Linked DNA regions of Mus musculus: regions 2, 3 and 4 are each linked to region 1. A link is a contact called in public capture Hi-C and promoter capture Hi-C data. All regions are on one chromosome and are shown on one strand. The core of a region is the stretch at or near the end of the contact, and the rest is flanking DNA. Distances in the headings are between cores, read along the strand shown. Region 1 holds the start of Zfp629 (zinc finger protein 629). Region 2 holds the start of Zfp747 (zinc finger protein 747). Region 3 holds the start of E430018J23Rik (RIKEN cDNA E430018J23 gene). Region 4 holds the start of Stx1b (syntaxin 1B).

Region 1 (4,762 bases), core at 904-3,403:
TTAAGACTCCAATTTTCTTCCTTTATGGGACTGCTAATTGAGAGCAATAAACTTTTCCCTTATGAGCCCCAGAGAGAACTGAGACTGACTCTTTTTAAGGGGTTAAAAAAAAAAGTTTCCCTGAAGGGACAACTACTCACAAAGAGTGGGGGCAGTTTGCCATTCTCCAAGCACAGAGGATAGCCTATGGGTGGGAAGGGGAGTCTGAAGTCAGGGGCTCCTACAGGAGACGAAGGCAAGGAAAAGGGGAGCCTGACTCGGTGGCATACTTGGGAGATGGAAACCAGAGGATCAGAAGGTCAAGGTCAAGGTCAGTCCCAGCTACCCGAGACCTTGTCTCAAACAAAATGAAGGAGAAAGGACAAGCAAGGAGGGGAGGGAAGCAAGTGTGTAGAGAGCATAGGTGACTACCAGGTGTCTTCTTCCTTTCACTGCCTTGAGAGACTTAAGAGTCATTTGTCCATTTTACAGATTAGTAAGTAGACACTGGGGGAAATGTCTCCAAGGCCCCAAGGCGGGAAGTAACAGGGCTAAGACCACAAATTCCGCGTTCTGTGTTTGGCTTGCCCTGTGGCATGGGTTGACCTTGACAGTCACATGAGACTCCTACTTGTGGTCTCCTGGCAGGAGAGGAGGAGAGCTCGGAAGCCCGAGAATGAGCCAGAAAAGTGCAGGGAAGCCCAGTTCCCTCGGCTGCAAAAGTCAGACCCAGTGAGGAGGTCTGAGAGGCTGCGTCTCTGAGCTCTAGGTACGGATGTCCCCAAAGCCACCCAGACACACACCTGGGGACCCATCCTTCTGCCTTATTCTTTTTGTTGATGCTTCATCACACACCTAGGACAAGTACCCAGTAAAAACTCTGCTGGAGGACTGAGTGAGCTGGACACCTCATGCTCCCAGAAAGCCAGCCTATCTTGTTCAGTGTCTTTTAAGATCAGTTTGCAGATCGATGTCAGAAAAGTGACATAAGTTCGTCAGAGTGAGCCCCCAGGGGAAGGAGTCATATCTGTCACTCAAAATCCCGGGGGTGATCCCCAGGAGAGAGAACAGGGCTGCAGGAGGGCGCTGACATCTAACGGAATCCCTGGAATAATCTACCCTCGGGGTGACAGTGTGCATAGGTACTTTGTGCACAGGGACAAAGAGGACAAAGCTCACCAAGAGGTAGCTGGGGTGTGAAGCAGGTGAAGCAATGGACAGCTGACCAACTGCTAATGCAGCCGAGAAGTGAGTTAGCCATCCCCTATCTCTAAGTGTTTTTAGGGAGAGATGGGGGCCCCCCGGAGAGGAGAAGGTTACCCTGCTGAGCTGACCGAGAACAGGTAGGAGCTTAGATACTTGGACAGAGAAACTTAAAACTCAAGGGCCTACCGTAGAAGGGAAAGAGTTAATAACCAGGCCACATGCAAGAAGTAGCAAAGACTGCGAGGCGACTACTACTGGGAACCAGCCCAGGCCCAAGAGCGCCAGCCTCCTGCCCCGGACGACCCCCAGAGGACCGAGGCGGGAAGGACTGCCGGAGACGGCTGCCTTCCCGCGGAGGTGCGCGCGGCCCAGGGTGACCCTGACCAGGAGGCAGCGGGACCGCCCTCGACGCCGCCCCCCGCACCCCGGCGGACCAAGACTTGAGCGCCTCCGGCCGGGAGCACCCACCCTGTCCCCGGCTCCCAAAGCCCAGGCGAGCCGCCGGCGTTCCCTCCCCGCCGCGGACGCCCAGGCTGCCCGGCTCCGGGAGAGCGGCGGCCGCCTCGCCGCCCCCGGCCGGACTCGCTCTCTGGGCGCGCGCGCCTCCCCTCCCCCACGGCGGTCCCCGCGCGGTTCTCACAATCCCCCGGCCGCCGTCCCCCGCCGCCCCGGGCCCGGCCTGCGCCCCTCGCCCGTCGCCGCCTCCTTGGCCCTATTGTTCCCCGGCGGCTGTCCCGGGCCTCCAGGCCACCCCGGGAACCCAGGCGGCCCCAACTCACGGCTCTGGGGTCTGGGAAAAGCCGAAAGGCAGAGGCCAGCCCCAGGGGACTTAACCCCTTAAGTGCCCTGCCTCGGGGGACGGGCTAGATGCCGGGAACTCTAGGGTCCTTCTCAAGGGGTGATTCCAGGCTGAGGACCCGGGGACCAGTTCAGGGTGACTGGGACGGAGCAGGAAGTGACCCCAGCTTCCCGGGCCCCTCTAGCCTGGAGTCAGAACATCAGCTCTATGGGATTTAACCCTTTGCCTCCCACAGCCTGGGAAAAAATGAGGGGGTGGGTATGGAAGCAAGGAGGTGGCTGATGACGCCCCTCTCCCAGTGTCTAGTGGAATCACGGAAGATCAGCTTTTGGGGGAGCTCAGAGGCCGGCGAAGGTCTTCGGATTTCTGGCCATTCTCTCCAAAGACTCTGCCAGCCGCTCAGTTAAGCTGATCTCAGATTCGGCCGCCGCGGGTCCCCTGAGACCCGCCTTTGTTTGGACTCACCCAGGACTGGGGCTGGTATGCCTGGGTTGGTGATTAGGAGGTGAAAGCAAAGGTTGGGTGGGCTGACCTAGCGGTAAGAGCAGAAGCTAATGGGCCAGGCAAGGCTACCCAGCGCTACGGACCCTCTTACCCACCTCTCACCCCCCCACCGGTGGTCAGGTCTCCCTGGAGGAAGAAACTGACAAGGTAGGCAAGCATTACCCCTTCCCAGCAGCTCGGTGGTAAGGTATGCAACTCACTGCAGGGCAATCCTTCCATAAACTTAGGGAGCAAGAAGTAGTGGTGAATTCCTGTAATTCCGTTGCTTGGGAGACAGAGGCAGGAGGACCTGAAGGTTCAAAATATTCGTGGCCCACATAGCTCCAGGCTACCTAGCGAGACCCTGTTTCTAAACAAGGAACCTCACAGGGCTCCCAAACTGTTCCTGCTTGTGTCTCATTTTCTCCCCACCACATCCTGAGAGAGGACTTAGAATCATCCCCATTTTACAAGGCAAATTAATCAAGACATGAGATGTGAGGTAAAGTTCGAGGCCACAGTTTTCAATGAACCCAGGTGTGAGGAGACCAGAGTTGAACAATTGAACATTCTACCCTCAAAAAGTTCCATAGTAGCTAAGCACACCACCTGTAATCTTCAGCCATTAGTAGGCTGAGGCAGGAGAATCAAGAGTTGGACTTCAGGATCAGCCTGGGATGCACAATAGGACTCGTTTCAAACCTTAAATAAATAAATAAATAAATAAATAAATAAATAAATAAATAAATAAATTCCAAGCCCTGTATGGGAGTGAATAGCTGTGACTCTAGCACTGCAAGCTGACACAGGAAAATCACCATGAATTAAGACCAACCTAGGTGAATATATACTGGCTGGGTCAAACCCCCCTCCCCCACACATGTAGCAGATGTATATAGCTCGGTCTTCATGTGAGTCCTCCACAGCTGGATCAGGGGTTGTCTCTACAGCTTTTGCCAGCCTGTGGATTTTGTTCCCCTAACTGGGCTGCCTTGTCTGGTCTCAGTGGGAGAGGATGCATCTAGCTATGTTTGATGTGCCAGGGTGAGGGAATAGAAACAGGGGAGGCTCCACCCTCTCAGAAGAGAAGGGAAGGGGGATAGGGGCAGGCCTGGGAAGAAGGGGGCAGCAATGGGGATATAAAGTGAATAAATAAATTAATGGGGGGAAAAGACCAACCTAGGCTACACAGTGAGGCTACATGTTAAAACACCAATAAATAAATATTGACTTATAATAATGAATAACGTTCAAAATTTAAAGACTGCTATACTTAACAAATCAATGAGAAAACTGCTTCAGTTTGTAAACTGCTAGTTAGTAAAATGCACCCTGACAGCAAACTTGCCTAAGATAAGGACTGCCCTGAACTGCAAGCTAAACTTAAGAAACTGCCTCTATTGTCCTTGCAAGACAATGGGTCCTGGGAACTAACCACTAGTTTTGTTTAAAAAAAAAACAAAACAAAACAAAAAACTGCTTGCTTGCTGGAGAAAACTAAGGCACCTGCAGGATGTCTGTTGAAGTCAGACACTGCTTACATAAAGGCAGGATGTGAGTTAACTCCCTGAGCCCCGAAAGCTATCACTTTGTAACTTTGTGTGTGTGTGTGTGTGGGGGGGGGTCTTTATAAACTCTGTATTAATAAATCTGGGCCATAGGCAGAAAATTCTGGGTTCCTGGTATGGTCCTGGCAGTTTTTGTTTTTTTGTTTTTGTTTGTTTTTTGAGACAGGGTTTCTCTGTATAGCCCTGGCTATCCTAGAACTCACTTTGTAGACCATGCTGGCCTCAAACTCAGAAATCCGCCTGCCTCTGCCTCCTGAGTGCTGGAATTAAAGGTGTGTGCTACCATGCCCGGCTCCTGGCAGTCATTTTTTAAAAAGCTTCTTATTTAAAAAAAAAAAAATTAGGGGGCTAGAGAAATGACTCTGCAGTTAAGAGCATTGACTTCCAGAGGTCCTGAGTTCAATTCTCAGCAACCATAGGGTGGCTCACAACCATCTGTAATGGGATCTGATGCCCTCTTCTGGTGTGTTTGAGTTCAGCACCAGTGTTCTCATATACATAAAACAAAATAATTTTTAAGAATGGTATTGATTGGTGAATCTCTGAAAGACCCCAGACTCACAAGACTCTGTGTGTGCGTGTGCGCATGTGTGCACGCTGAGTACCTGTATGTATTCACACATGTGTATGTGCCACATACGAAGAAATCATAAGATCCTGGAAAGACTATCTGACCAGGGCATGATGGGAAAGCTAAAGCTCAAGCAACCCCAGTCTCAGTATTGCA
Region 2 (4,762 bases), core at 1,132-3,631, 240 kb before region 1:
TGCGAAACTGCCTGCCACATTGAGGGCAGGGGTAAGGACGCTCGCCAGTGTGGGTCCTCCTATGGGCTGGAATTTCGGTGCCCTGGCGAAAGCAGCGACCAGTCAGGGCATGAATAAGGCTTCTCACCTGTATGGATGCGCATGTGGCGCCGAAGATATTTGGAATCCGCAAAGGCACTGCCACAGTGAGTGCAAGAAAAGGGGGTCACACCGCTGTGTACCACTCGCTGGTGCTCATGGAGCCTAGAGCGCTGGCTGAAGCAGCGTCCACAATCAGCACAACAGTAAGGCTTCTCCCCAGTGTGGACACGGAGATGGCTGGTGAGTGAAGAGCGCTGTGTAAAAGTCTTGCCACAGTGAGAGCAGCGATGAGGCCGCTCCTCGAGGTGTATGGCCCGGTGCCTGCTCAGGGAAGATGGCCGACCAAAGGACTTGCAGCAATCAGGGCAATTGAATGACTTTTCGCCTGTGTGAGAGTACATGTGCTCCACCAATGCGCACCGCTGGGTAAAACCCTTCCCACAGTCAGGACACTGGTGTGGCCGTTCCCCTCGGTGTATGGCTCGGTGCATGCTCAGGGAGGAATACCTGCCGAAGCATTTGTTGCAGTCTGGGCACTGAAACGGCTTTTCACCTGTGTGAGAGTACATGTGTGCCACCAAAGTGCACCGCTGGGTAAAACCCTTCCCACAGTCAGGACATTGGTGCGGCCGTTCCCCTCGGTGTATGGCTCGGTGAGTGCTCAGGGAAGAATACCGGCCAAATCGTTTGTTGCAGTCTGGGCACTGAAACGGCTTTTCACCTGTGTGAGTGTACATGTGTGCCTCCAACGTGGACCGCCGGGCAAAACTCTTCCCACACAAATGGCACCCGTGACGCTTGTCTGCCCTTAGGACCGTGGCTTGAATTCCACTAGCGGAGACAGCAAATGAGAGTTGTGGCTCCTTCTGCCCAGGTTCTGGAGAAAATGTCTTCTGCATTGCTTCAGTCTCTTCTCTTGGTCTCTTCCTTTCCTTCTCGTGCCTGCAATCTGCTGGGAGACCATGAAAAAAGCTCAGACTCTGACTTCTACTGCCCCTTAATTTCCACAGCCCCACAAGGGGACAGACTGGACACAGGAGTGGAGATGTCACAGCATCTGAGCATGTGCAGTGTGCAGATGTCCAAATGCAGCATAAAGAAAGGGGTCTGGGCCTCGGCTTGGTGGCGCACACCTTTAATCCCAGCACTTGGGAGGCAGAGGCAGGCAGATTTCTGAGTTCGAGGCCAGCCTGGTCTACAGAGTGAGTTCCAGGACAGCCAGGGCTACACAGAGAAACCCTCTAAAAAAATAAAAAATAAAAAATAAAGGAAAAGAATTGAAAAGAAAAGAAAGGTGTCTGTGTGGTCCCAATTCCCAAGTGCAGTAAGCTAAGCACTTCTCAGAGGTGGAAAGCAAGAGCTAAAGGAGACTCCAGAAGGCAGCCACAGTGATGGCAGCAGAGGAGTGGGAACGAGGGGCTACAACCCGTACAGCCTAGTGGCCCTGTATATACGAGGTGAGAGCACTGGACAGAACAATCACAGCCCCTTTCTAGATGAATCCAGGGGCCAGCCATCATGGCTTTGGCCAAGAAACAAAAACAGGGAAGAAACTGCCAGGCAGTAAGTGCAGTCACTAGAAGACACCACACAGGCTGGCAACACAGAAGTTTCCCCAGGCAAGTACCCAGTCCTTCACCTGAGTGGACTTCTGTCCTGCACATGGCCACCTCTGGATCCTGGGCACCGGGTCCCCACACTTCGGACTCTTCCTCCACCCAGCTGATGAGCGCTGGTTTGGCGCATCCGACGTCTGTAGGGAAAGATAGCAAACCCACTAGTCAGGAGGACGACCCAGTTGGTTCCGACCGCCCGTGCCCAGGTCTCTCTGCTGCCACGCAGGACCCACGGTGTCACAGGCATCGCGACCACGGCGGCCAGGAAGGTTCTCACCGAGATAGGTCAGGAGACCGTAGGTCTCGCGCATCACCTCTCGGTACAGGGCTCTCTGCGCCGGCCGCAGATACCTCCACTCCTCCGGGGAGAAGTACACGGCCACGTCCGCGAAGCTCACAGTCCCAGGTTTACAGAACACAGGCGGTACCGAGGCCCTTCCCGGGGCCATCACCTGCGCCATGTAGACTCCCCGCACAGTCCCTGGGTCAGCCCCGCACTCCTGGGATTGCCTGCCCAGTCCAACGTGTCCGTTTTCGGGTACCAGGGCTGAAAAAGGACAGGAACCAGGTCCGTGTGCACCTTAACGTAGGGAAAAAGTGAAAACTGATAGGAGCACAGCGGAGATTTCCGGAAGACCGAGTAAAAATGTGGACTTGGGCGCGGCGTCTCAAAACTACGCTCCCTAGCGGTCCTGCCCAGGGTTGTATCACGTGACTTCCTGCACCAATGACATCAAGCCCTCAACCAAAATGGCCACAGAGTCTACAAGTGCCAGTCTGAGAACAAGTCCCAGGCTGGCAGGCCAACATGACACACCCTGCCTGTGAGCACCACAAACAGGGAGGGTTTTATGGTCTCAGGAGAACCACACCCCTCTCACAGTCAGCTAGGTGGAAGCGGCCTGTGAATAGATGTTTAGTATTTTATTTGTGGTCAGTGTTCATCTTGGAGCTAGAAGCAAGCCTGTGGAGGGAGGGCTGTTAATAAGCTTTTTTTTTTTTTTTTTAAATTAATTTCAACGAGTACTGTAGCTGTCTTCAGACACACCAGGAGATGGTTGTGAGGCATCAAGTGGTTGCTGGGATTTGAACTCAGAACCTTTAGGATGAGCAGTCTGTGCTCTTAGCTGCTGAGCCATCTCTCCAGCCCTGTTAATGAGCTATCAAATGAAGCAGGCCTCCAATTGGGGTGGTTCCACCAGCTTGGTCTACAAATCTCAAACTAGTTGAGGAATACTGACTGCTCCTGATACAGATCAGAGATCACAGAGCTGATCTTTGATCAGCCAGGACACCTGGGACATTCCAGACCATCTAATCTTCTAAAAGGTTAGATGTACACCTGCCCAACTGGATTTCTCTGCCTCACTCATAGGAGGGAGTTAAGATATCTGGGCCATTTGTGAGAGTCCCGGGAGGAATGAGGTCCAACTCACAGTAAGGATTTAAGTCTGACTCATTGTTATTTTAATATAAAAATACCTACTTACAAAAGGGATATTATCCTATTTGTCATCATTCAGAGCTGTTTGTACTTTATAAAAAAAGACAAAGAAACCAGGGATATGTTGGTGGAGGCACAGTGTGGGGTAGGTGAATGGGGTACCTCTGTGAGCTCATGCTCAGGCATCCATTCCTCCAGAGGGACCAGCTCACAATGGTACAGTATAGAATAGAGTTCATTTAAGGCATGGGGAGGAGAGTTGACTGCTTAATAGAGACAGAGGCAGGGAGACAGAGAGAGAGGGAGAGAAGGGGGAAGGATAGAGGGATTGAGAGAGAAAGAGAGAGAGACAGAGAAAGAGAGGGAGTAGAACACATATAGAGGGGGGAGGGGAATGGGGAGAGAAGGGACAGAGCAGAAGAGGGTTAGAGAGCAAGAGAGCAAAAGGAGGGAGCAAGCAGACCCTTTTATAATGAGTCATGGCTGTTGGCAGGAAACGAGGGCAGAGCCTAGAAGAAATGTTAACATTCCCCCATTTTGGTTTAATTAAAAAAAGGGAAATTTTCAAAGTGGTGATGGTGAAGCAGGAGTAGGGTTGTCATGATGTCTGACTATCATGATGTCTGACTACTTCCTGCTGACTTTGGGGTGACATGTGTCTGGGAACCCTAAGAAAATGGGTATGGGGAAGTCGGTCCAGTCTTAGCAGAGTTGGCTGTTTCCTTGCTGTCCAGGGTCTGTGGAACCATCTATGGAGAGAGAGGATGGAGCAGGTCCAATAGGTGCATCTGTGCCTGTGAAAGAAGATGGGAGCACCGGTGGGTTGCTTCTCTGGAGCTGTCCTGGATGTAGTAAATGGCTGGACTTGACAAGATGCTGAAACACACAGACACACACACAACAGGTAGAGATGAAAGTTAAATAAATTTGGCAGAGAAACATCTTTTCTTAGGAAATTTCTTGAGGAAATGCCTCCATGAGATCCAGCATAATAAGACATAATTGACAATAATATTTCTCAATTATTGATCAAGGTGGAAGTGCCCATTGTGGGCGGTGGCATCCCTGGGCTGATAGATCTGGGTTCTGTAAGAAAGCAAGCTGAGCAAGCCAGTAAGCAGCACCCCTCCAAGGCTTCTATATCAGCTCCTGCCTCCAAGTTCCTTCCCTGTGTGAGCTCCTGTCCTGATTCCCTTTGGTGATGAACAGCAGTTTAGAAGTATAAGCTGAATCAACCTTTCCTCACCCACTTGCTTCTTGGGCATGATGTGTTGTGCAGGAATAGAAACCCTGACTAAGACAGGTAGCAAATGAGGACATAGGCCATTGATTGGCAGGTGTACTTATCTGGATGGTGTCTACTTGGTCCAGGAGAGGTAGATCTGATTGGGTTTCCTGTAGCTTATGAGTTTATAAAAGAGATAGAATTGATAACAACATGAACAGTCTTTAAGATGAAGTTGGAAAAAGCAAAAGCTTTCCTGGAGCAGAAGGAACAAGAAGGGATTTTTCCTTCTATCTAGGAGAATGAATATATTACATTTAAAAGACTACGGAAATGTAAAACCTTGACCTTGGGAATATAGTTGATAATATAGTTATGAAAGAGAAACTGCTTAAG
Region 3 (4,762 bases), core at 979-3,478, 220 kb before region 1:
ACAATGTACATATTTCACCCTCTATGTTGGTGCCTTTAAGACCATCCCCCACACTCCTGGAATATCTCTGGATAATGTTGGAAGCCCACAGGTGGATCCGGGTCCTCTTGGCTAGGGTCTAGGGATATAGATAACTGACTGAATTTTTTGTCCTTATGGCCTTTAGCTCCTGGTCTATGGACCCACTGGTGCTTTGTCACAGCTGACTTCGTGGGAAAGCGTCTGCCACACTGAGGGCAGGGGTAGGGTCGTTCACCACTGTGGGTCCGCCTGTGGGCTGCCATGTCAGAGCTCTGTCGAAAGCAGCGTCCACAGTCAGGGCATGAATAAGGCTTTTCACCCGTGTGGGTGCGCATGTGACACTGAAGATATGCGGCCCGGGCAAAGGCTCTGCCGCAGTGAGTGCAAGTGAAGGGGGTCACACCGCTGTGTACCACCCGCTGGTGCTCACGGAGCCCAGAGCTCTGGCTGAAGCAGCGTCCACAATCAGCACAACAGTAAGGCTTCTCCCCAGTGTGGACACGGAGATGGGCAATGAGGCCAGAGCGATGCGTGAAAGCTCGGCCACAGTCAGAGCAACAATGAGGCCGTTCCCCTCTGTGTATGGCCCGGTGAGAGCTCAGGGAAGAAGGCCGGCTGAAAGATTTGTTGCAGTCAGGGCAATGGAACGGCTTTTCGCCTGTGTGAGTGTACATGTGCGCCACCAATGTGGACCGCTGGGTAAAACTCTTCCCACAGTCAGGACACTGATGCGGCCGTTCCCCTCGGTGTATGGCTCGATGCATGCTCAGGGAAGAAGCCCGGCCGAAATACTTGTCGCAGTCTGGGCACTGAAATGGCTTTTCACCTGTGTGAGTGTACAGGTGCTCCACCAGTTTGGACTGGTGGGCAAAACTCTTCCCACACACATGGCACCCATGACGCTGGTCTGCTTTTAGGATAGGGTTGTGCACCGCAACAGTGGGGTGCCCCTGCTGAGAGTTCTTGAAAAGCAGCTCCAAGTTGCAAGAAGGGGAAGCAAAGGAGGGGCGTGGCTCCATAGGCCCAGCTTCTGGAGAAAGTATCTTCTTGGTTGCCTTGGTCTCTTCCCTTGGTCTCTTCCCTTCCTTCTCGTGCCTGCAATCTGCTGGGAGACCATGACAAAGCTCAGACTCTGACTCTACTGCCCCTCGATTCCCACAGCCCCACATGGAAACAGGGCACAGGAGGGGAGAGGCCACAGCATCTGAGCATGCGTGGTGCACAGATGTCCAGATGCAGCATAAAGAAAGGTGTCTGTGTGGTCCCCATTCCCAAGTGCAGTGAGCTAAGCACTTGTCAGAGGTGGACAGCAAGAACTGAAGGAGACTCCAGAACGCAGTCACAGAGATGGCAGCAGAGGAGTGGGAACGAGGGGCTACAACCTATACAGCCTAGTGACCCTGTAGATATGAGGTGAGAGCACTGGACAGAACCCTTTTCAGATGAATCCAGGGGCCAGCCATCATGGCTTTGGCCAAGAAACAGAAAAACAGGGAAGAAACTGCCAGGCAGTAAGTGCAGTCACTAGAAGACACCACACAGGCTGGCAACACAGAAGTTTCCCCAGGCAAGTACCCAGTCCTTCACCTGAGTGGACTTCTGTCCTGCACATGGCCACCTCTGGCTCCTGGGCACCGGGTCCCCACACTTCGGACTCTTCCTCCACCCAGCAGATGAGCGCTGGTTTGTCGCCCCCGACTTCTGGAGGGAAAGATAGCAAACCCCACGAGTCAGGTCGACCCACTTGTTACGACCACCCGTACCCAGGGAACTCCGATCCACCGCATGACCCACAGTGTCAAGGGCTACGCGAACCCAGGCGGCCAGGAAGGTTCTCACCCAGAGAGGCCAGGAGACCATAGGTCTCGCGCATCACCTCTCGGTACAGGGTTCTCTGCGCCGGCCGCAGACACCTCCACTCCTCCGGGGAGAAGTACACGGCCACGTCCGCGAAGCTCACAGTCCCAGGCTTAAGGAATGCAGGCCAAGCGGAGGCCCTTTCCGGGGCCATCCGCGGCGCCATGGGGACTCCCCGCACTGTTCCGTGATCTGCCTGGCGTCCCCTGGATCGCCTGCCAGATCCTAGGTTGCCGCGGTGGGGTACCAGGGCTGAGAAAGGACATATATCAGGTCCGTGAGCACCCTAATGTAGGTGAAAATTGAAGATTCCTAGAAGCAGGTACAGATGCAAGACGTGGTGATGAACTCATAGAAATGGTAGCAGTATTTGTGCATAAACGTGTGGGGGCGGGGCGGGGCGGGGCGGGGCGGGGAGTAACAAGAACCTTGATCCCTGGGGTCCCGCCCAAGGTTACGTCACCGGATTTCCTGGGTCATTGTTTTCTAGCCCTCATCCAAAATGGCCAAAGTGTCTACAAGTGCCAATCTAAGACCAAGACTGAAGTGGACGTGCCTATGTGGGCGGGGACTCCAGGACCGCGAGTATCGTGCAGTTGAGGAATGGTACAGATTCTGTGTGTTCACACCACTCTCAAGTTAAGCTAGGTGGAAGCAGTCTGTGAATTTTGGGTTGGGGTAGAATCTGAGAAAACTCATTTCAGAGATAGAAGTTTAAAAATGAAAGCTTTATTTCTGTGCACGCGTATGTAGTGGCCAATTTGGGAGCTGAACAGCATCCCGGAACAGAGCTTATATAACGTTTTCATAGGATGAAAACACAAAGCAAGGGGGACTTGGGTGCACTGTTGCGTTAGTCAGTCTTTCACACAATGGGTTAAGCAAGGAAGTTAACTTTGGTGACTGGACCTCATCAGCGTCACTTTGTTTCAGGTTCCTTGATTTAGCTTTTGCAGCCAGGTCGCATCCTGGACTGGTCTGGAATTTAGAATGATAAGGGAACAATGGAGTGGGCAATCTGCACATTTATGACTTGTGTGCCTTAGTTTAGACAGCAAATAACAGCAACATCCCTCTTTACAGCCTTTACTGGATAACAAACATGAAACACCTAAAGTCACAGGATAGTTGTTAGTTCCAGCCTGGGATCCTGAACCCTGTCAGCAAGATGGAGGTCCAGCAATGGCTGGACTCAGGAATTAACAGGTGTTTGGTGTTTTTCTTCTGGTCAGTGTATTGTGGAGCCCCAGAAAGCCTGTGGCAGGAAGAATATTAATAAGCTAGAAAGTATAGCAGTCTCAGAGGTTGTTTCCACCAGCTTGGTCTACACATCTCAAAGTAGTTGAGAAATACTGTCCTTGACACATGTCTGAGATCATAGAGCTGGTCTTTGATCAGCCAGGACACTCGGAACATTCACGACCTAATCTTCTAAAACTCTACATCTGCCCATCTGGATTTTTTTTCCCCTTCACTTCCAGGAAGGAATTAAAGTTTCTGGGAAGATTGTGAGATTCCCATGAAATATCCAAGAGAGGAATGAGGCCCTACTCACGGTCATATACATCCAGGTTTTCAGTCTGGTTCATTGCTATTTTAATATAAAATACCTACCTATGAAAGGAATCTTGGCTGGGCAGTGGTGGCACACGCCTTTAATCCCAGCACTTGGGAGGCAGAGGCAGGCGGATTTCAGAGTTTGAGGCCAGCCTGGTCTACAGAATGAGTTCCAGGACAGCTAGGGCTACCTAGAAAGCCTGTCTCGAAAAAACAAACAAAAAAAAAAAAAAAAAAGGAAAAAAGAAAGAAAAAAAAGAAAGGAATCTTATCTGTACTCAGCATCATTCACAGCAAATGTTAATTTGCTAAATTTCTTTCTTTCTCACTGGGGAGGCGCTTCAGCCAGACTTCAGGACAAGGGGCTATCTTCCTTTGTCATGCACCCATAATTTTCCCTGCCTTTCTTCTATGTCTTGGTGCAAATACATTGGGTCAAGATCAGGTTTCTGCTCACTGTACTAAACTTAAAGATGGAGCAGGTATGACTTCCCATGGCCCAGAGTGATTTCAGATCTCCCAGCAGATTGTGCCAAGGTCCGAGTGACACAGGGAGCTTCGGCTCTGGGAGGCTGCTGACAGTGAGTGCCCAGGATGCATGCGGTGCACAGCTATGGCAGAGCTTTGGTGGGAGTGCTGCTCTGGGCTGTCAGCTGCTGTCTTCAGAATGTGAAACCCATTGTTCCAAGCCCCTCTGCCTTTTAAAGTTTCAGTCGGATGATCAGATGTTATCTGATGGGCCTGACACCAGCATCCTCAGCGGCTGTGTGTCTGTCTGACGAGTGTTCATAACCAGAATACACAAAGAACTCAAAAAACAAACAAAAAAATCCACATATGACCCATTCAGAATAAGGGCATAGCATCTGAATACAGAGTTCTAAAGGGAAGAAATAGGAATGACTAAGAAATATCTCCAGAAATGTTCATCATCCCTAGCAATTACAGAAATGAAAGTCAAGACAATGTCTTTTGAGATTTCATCTGACCCCAGCCAGAATGGGAAAAAAATAAATAAACAGCTTAACTAACAATGAATGCTGCAGAGGACACAAGGAACGGGGCCACACATTCACTGTTGATGGGATGGAAAACTGGTCCAGTCAGCCTGGAAATCAACCAAAAAGCCTAAAAATAAATCTCCCACATGAAGGCAGCTCTAGCACTCCCTGGCATATGCACAGGGGACTGAACATGCTATTCCACAGGTACTTGCTCAGTCAAGTGTCTTTCTCTCTCTCTCTCTCTCTCTCTCTCTCTCTCTCTCTCTCTCTCTCTTTGTGTGTGTGTGTGTGTGTGTGTGTGTGTGTGTGTGTGTGTGTGTGTG
Region 4 (4,762 bases), core at 910-3,409, 210 kb after region 1:
CCTCTGGGCAGGGAGCCCTGACTCACTCAGAGTTCTCCCCACTCTGTCTCCCTCTCCCTCTAATTATACCACACTTCCACCCCCACCTTATCGCATTTCTCTAGGTTTGGGAGTCATGGAATATTCTTGGCTGCTGGAGATCTGAGTTCGAATTCTATTTTCTCCCTTGTTTAGTTGTGTGGCTTGGGGAAATCTTTAAACCCTCTGGGCTTCAGTTTTCCTGAATATTAGACAAGGCAGACTCTCTGTCTACCTTACCAGGAAGTTGGTTGGGATCTAATGGGATTGCCATGACAACCTGCTTTGCAAACTGCACCTGGAGGGGGGGCGGTTAGGATACTGAGGCTGCTGGTCTGGGTTTGAATCCTGCCTTTTTCTAGCTCTGTAACTTTGGCCAAGTTCCTTAATGTCTCTGAGCCTCTGTTCCCTTTTCTGTGAGATGAGATCATGCTAACACCAGCCTCATAAGATTGCCGGGAATCAGAGGTGATTTCCTATAAAACACACACAGTACAGTTGCCATTGCTACTATGGTTTTCCTCACGCAGTAAATACTCCTTCACATCTCCTCCCTCACAGTCAGCTCCTTCATTCTCCCCACTTCCTCTCCAAAGAGCCACTGTGTTCCTTCCCCGTATGGCCTGTGAACCAGGGTCCCCAACTCCAGGCCCAACCTTTGGAGGCTTCCAACAACACTCTAAAACTTGTGTTTCAAAGGCCGGAGGGTGTAGTCCCATGGTCAACTCGGCAGCCTGGAGGCCCCTGAGCCATTTGACCTGTACCACACACATACTTGCTTGATGACCTTGGGCCAGTCCCTTCCCATCCCTGAACCTCAGTTTCCCAATCTGTCACGTAGAGTAACAATCCCTTGGAATTCTGACATATCCCAATCCAGAGGCCACTGTCACACAGCAAACTGGAACCTCAAGCTCCTTGGGCTCATGTCATTCTTAAAATGTCTCGGCACCCTCCCTGCCCAAAACCATTCTCAGCAGGCGAGCACAGTCCCTCCAAAGAGCAGCCTCCCCTGCAGCCCCCCACCTTTCCTCCTCCAGCTCTGCTGGCCAACCGCCTGGAGCCTGGCCCCTGGCTTCCAGCAGCCTGCCCCTGGCTGCTCCCATGCTCCAGTTCCCCCAAGCACTGTGTGGCCTATGTCACACAACCCAATTCTGTGACCTGGTGGATGGATCTTTCTCTCCTCTCTCACCTTTGGGGTCACCTAAGCTGAGGCTCTGGCCCAGGGGAACTCAGTCACACACACACACACACACACACACACACACACTCCCCCTCTGAGCAGTGCCCTCTCCCCACGGAGCAACATACCAGTGCGCGTGCGCGTGGACACACACACACACACACACACACACACACCACCACCACCACCACCACCACCACCACCACCAGTACCACCACACACTTCATTCACTGCCAGGTGCTGGCATCTAGTTCCAACCTGTGTCCTCCATAGCATCCCAAATCTGGGTCCTCCTGGACCCGGCCTGGCCAGCAACCACCCCCTCCATCCGCCTAATTTGACAAGCCTGCTCTAGGGGATGATGGTGTCCCCCAATCCTCTCTTGACATTCACTTTCTCCCACCCCCAGGTTAGATTCTAGGGTCCTCCCGGGCATTTGGGCTGCCCAGGCCCCTGAGACCTCTCCTGCCCCCTTGTGTCTTAATGGCCTCCAACTCCTTCCAGCCACTGTCCTCCAATTGCAGGTTCACTGGAGATACCAGGTGCCAGGAGATGTGAGGGCTCCTGGCTTCCAACCTCTAGTCTCATCATTTGCTCCCCATGTCTCAGAACCTCCCCCACTCCATCCCCCAAGCGCTCCCCAAATACAGGGTCCCGCCTCCCCACCTCTCCCACCCCTTAGCTCACACTCCGCAGCTCCTGAGTCCGATCCTTCATCCTGCGACGGGCTCCTCCTCCCCTTCTTCGTCCTCCCGCCTCCGCTGCTGCTCTCTGCCTCTTGCCTCTGTCCTGGAGGCCGGGGTCTGGGGGCACCGGGCTAGACCTCCGAGGGATGTGCGGATAAGGTGCGCGGCGGGGGGGCGGGGAGCTAAGGCCAGGCAGAGACAGGGGCCTGGGCCGACTGGGCTCTGCCTAGGCTGCGGTGGCGATGCGGCTGCGGCACAGGGTTGGATGGAGGGATGCGGGAGCCGAGGCGCGGGGGAGGGGGGCGGAGGGAGGTGAGGAGGAAGGGAGGGAGGGGGAGCGGAGGGGGCGGGGAGCAGGGGGCATGCGCAGCGCCCCGGGCTGGGGGCGCCTGGGGGTTGTAGTCCGGGGAGGGGCACCCAAGGGAGGGGCACTGGGGAGGCCCAGAAGTTGGGAGGGGGGAGCCCAAGAAGCTCGGAGAGATGCAGAGGCAGGGATAGAGATGCTGGGTAAACTGCAGTTGGGGTGGACCGTCAGAGAAGGTCTAAGGCAATGAACTAAGGGACTAACCTGAGAGGAGCGGAGTGTCTGTGAGCCTACGCAGGACTTCCTTTTATCCTGTCCCTTCGGCTCTGCGGAAGAGTCTTTTGGGCATTAGAAATAACAAACCTGACCCTGTATGTGGCTATTGCTTGCTGAGAAGGACATGGGGCTTGTTCTGTACATCCTTTGTCACCCTACCTGAGAGTGCCCTGGCACTGGTGGATCTCAGCTTGTCAACCCCCAAGAACAGAGTGGTCACTACCTGCTGAGACTTTTGGTCTGGGATTTTGGATGACTGTGTTAAAAATGATATTTATCTTGGCCTAGAGTGAATCTCAGTGGTATATGCTTGCCTGCAAGGCCCTGGGTTCCATCCCCCAAGCCGGGGGTTGGGGTGAGGATGGGGATGCAGAAGGAAGGAAGATGTCTGCTGGGAGTAGAATCTTTGGTGGTGGTGGGGGTGTAGAATCTTGAATCTGGTGCTGCAGAAGGTCCAGAGAGCCTGCCACCCTCTGCTCTCCCTCCTTCCATCCTATCCTTAAATATTACTTCAGTTCTTCTTCTCATGGCAGTGGGGTTTGGACTCCCAGTTGGGTGGGCTTCCACCCTGCTTTTGCCAAATACCCAGTAACTACCTTAAGACACCATTCATCTGTGTCATGGCAGGCAGGGCCTACCGTCTGTGACCTTCAACAGTTCCTACAGCCAAGACAAGACTCTCTTCTTGTCTCCTCACCTCGCCTGCCCCCGCCCCCCACGTCCCACGCCCTTAACCTCTGAGTTCTGCCTCCCCCCTCCCTCCAGTTCTTCCTCTGATCTGTGACCCTCAGTCAGGGCTCCTGGGAGCTAAGTTATCTTCTTCCTTTTTAATCCCTCTGACTTTACGTACACGTGTATGTAGGTGTGCTCACTTGTACATGTGCACACATGTAGGTCAAAGGTCAGTGTTGGGTGGCTTCTGTCATTCCCCACCTTACTTGTAGTTTTTGTTTGTTTGTGTTGTTTGTTTTTTCGAGACAGGGTTTCTCTGTATAGCCCTGGCTGACCTCGAACTCAGAAATCCACCTCCCTCTGCCTCCCAAGTGCTGAGATTAAAGGTGTGCACCACCACGCCCTGCTTACTTGTAGTTTTTGTTTTAGAGACAGGCTCTTGCACTGAACCCAACCTTACACCATTTTTGATCTACTGGTTGAGCTGGGACCTTCCTGTTTCTGTGCCTCTGGGGCCTGCAGGCTTACAGGGGTATAGAGGTGTGCTCTTGTACACAGCTTCTGTGTGGATGCTGGAGATCTGACTCAGGTACACTTCACCCACTGAGCCTAGGTTCTCATCTTGGCCTACTGTACCTTCCTGCATCTTCATGCCTGTAGTACCCACTCACCTATACCTGTAAACCAGGGAATCTCAGAGAAAGGCACTGCTATAAGCCAGAGCCAAGAACACAGAGAAAAACCATGCTGGCAGAGCTTACCTATAGCGAGTATGGCCAGGACTCTGGTGTGGAGACCCCAGGGATAGTGGCCCAGAAGTGTTTCTTCCTGTTCTCATCCATGATGGCATCTCTACCTACCCAGCCACTCAGTGGAGCAGAACCTGTCCCTGTCTCCCTCCCCTCCCCACAGCGCTGCTGCTGTGTTCTGCGTATCCACCATGTCTTCCTCCCTACATGGTAACTCATCAGCCTCCTAGCCACTACTGCTACCCCAAGTGTGCAGATCAGCAAGCTGCGGGTTCAAAGGGTTAAGTAGCATTCCGATGTTGCAAGATGGGGTTCTCTTTGGCAGCATCTCCCTCCCTCCCTTTAATGCCAGAGTTTGAAGTTAGGCTTGTCACACGCCAGGTGAATGCTCTACCACTAAACTACAGCTCAGTCCTGGCTTGCCTTGTCCTGACCTTCCTCCTGTCGGAACTACTTCAGGCCAGCCTGTGCTCTCCTCACCTTCCTTCCACCTGGGCCACCAGGGACAGTCTTCATTGGTCTTCCCTCTTGAAGCCCCTTCCCTTTATGTCCTCCTTCCTCTCTGGATACTAGTCGTATCTCCAAGTTGTCTGAGTATGCTAATGTTACCTGTTGAGGCTCCGCCTCCCACAGCCCATGGCTTCTAGGATTATGCTCAAAAAACGAATCTAAGGTCTGACACGGTGGTGGCTGCCTGTAATCTAGGAAGAGGTCAAGTTGGAGGTCAGCCTGGTTATATATGGGGCTTTGATTCGAAAAAGAAACAAATGGGTTGAGAGACAATTCTGCAGTCAAGAGTGCTGGCTATCTTACAGATGACAAGCTTCAGATCTCAGCACCTCCATGGCTTTCACAACTGCCTGTAACTCCTGTC

The links. Promoter capture Hi-C pulls out the DNA fragments that hold promoters and counts their contacts. Capture Hi-C pulls out chosen DNA fragments and counts their contacts.
Region 2: a capture Hi-C map of macrophages shows a contact between it and region 1, with 4 times the contacts expected there. The contact joins the promoter of Zfp747 here to the promoter of Zfp629 in region 1. A contact is called at or near these places in 1 of 39 promoter capture datasets (the SN4741 cell line), 1 of 15 datasets of contacts at CTCF or cohesin (large pre-B cells), 2 of 484 Hi-C or Micro-C datasets (the P5424 cell line and cortical neurons), 6 of 115 datasets of contacts at active chromatin or transcription factors (bone marrow-derived macrophages, cardiomyocytes, embryonic forebrain and 3 more) and 4 of 9 other capture datasets (embryonic stem cells, liver, macrophages and 1 more).
Region 3: a promoter capture Hi-C map of liver shows a contact between it and region 1, with 4 times the contacts expected there. The contact joins the promoter of E430018J23Rik here to the promoter of Zfp629 in region 1. A contact is called at or near these places in 4 of 39 promoter capture datasets (cranial neural crest, embryonic stem cells, liver and 1 more), 1 of 484 Hi-C or Micro-C datasets (cortical neurons), 2 of 115 datasets of contacts at active chromatin or transcription factors (bone marrow-derived macrophages and embryonic stem cells) and 2 of 9 other capture datasets (adipose tissue and embryonic stem cells).
Region 4: a contact with region 1 is called in a promoter capture Hi-C map of liver, with 4 times the contacts expected there. The contact joins the promoter of Stx1b here to the promoter of Zfp629 in region 1. A contact is called at or near these places in 1 of 39 promoter capture datasets (liver), 1 of 484 Hi-C or Micro-C datasets (urothelial organoids), 1 of 115 datasets of contacts at active chromatin or transcription factors (embryonic stem cells) and 1 of 9 other capture datasets (adipose tissue).

Annotation. Positions count from the first base shown.
Region 1 is chr7:127,613,119-127,617,880 of GRCm38.p6, forward strand. Zfp629 (zinc finger protein 629) reads right to left here and starts at 2,154. Exons shown (of 3, transcript NM_001362196.1): 1 at 1,965-2,154.
Region 2 is chr7:127,373,669-127,378,430 of GRCm38.p6, forward strand. Zfp747 (zinc finger protein 747) reads right to left here and starts at 2,382. Exons shown (of 3, transcript NM_175560.3): 1 at 1,975-2,382; 2 at 1,721-1,834; 3 at 1-1,030. The coding sequence starts at 2,158. The coding sequence ends at 60.
Region 3 is chr7:127,391,393-127,396,154 of GRCm38.p6, forward strand. It overlaps E430018J23Rik (RIKEN cDNA E430018J23 gene), which reads right to left and starts at 2,229. Exons shown (of 3, transcript NM_198011.2): 1 at 1,861-2,229; 2 at 1,609-1,722; 3 at 1-1,123. The coding sequence starts at 2,044. The coding sequence ends at 36. It also overlaps a transcript of Zfp764 not described here.
Region 4 is chr7:127,822,372-127,827,133 of GRCm38.p6, forward strand. It overlaps Stx1b (syntaxin 1B), which reads right to left and starts at 2,160. Exons shown (of 10, transcript NM_024414.2): 1 at 1,889-2,160. The coding sequence starts at 1,918.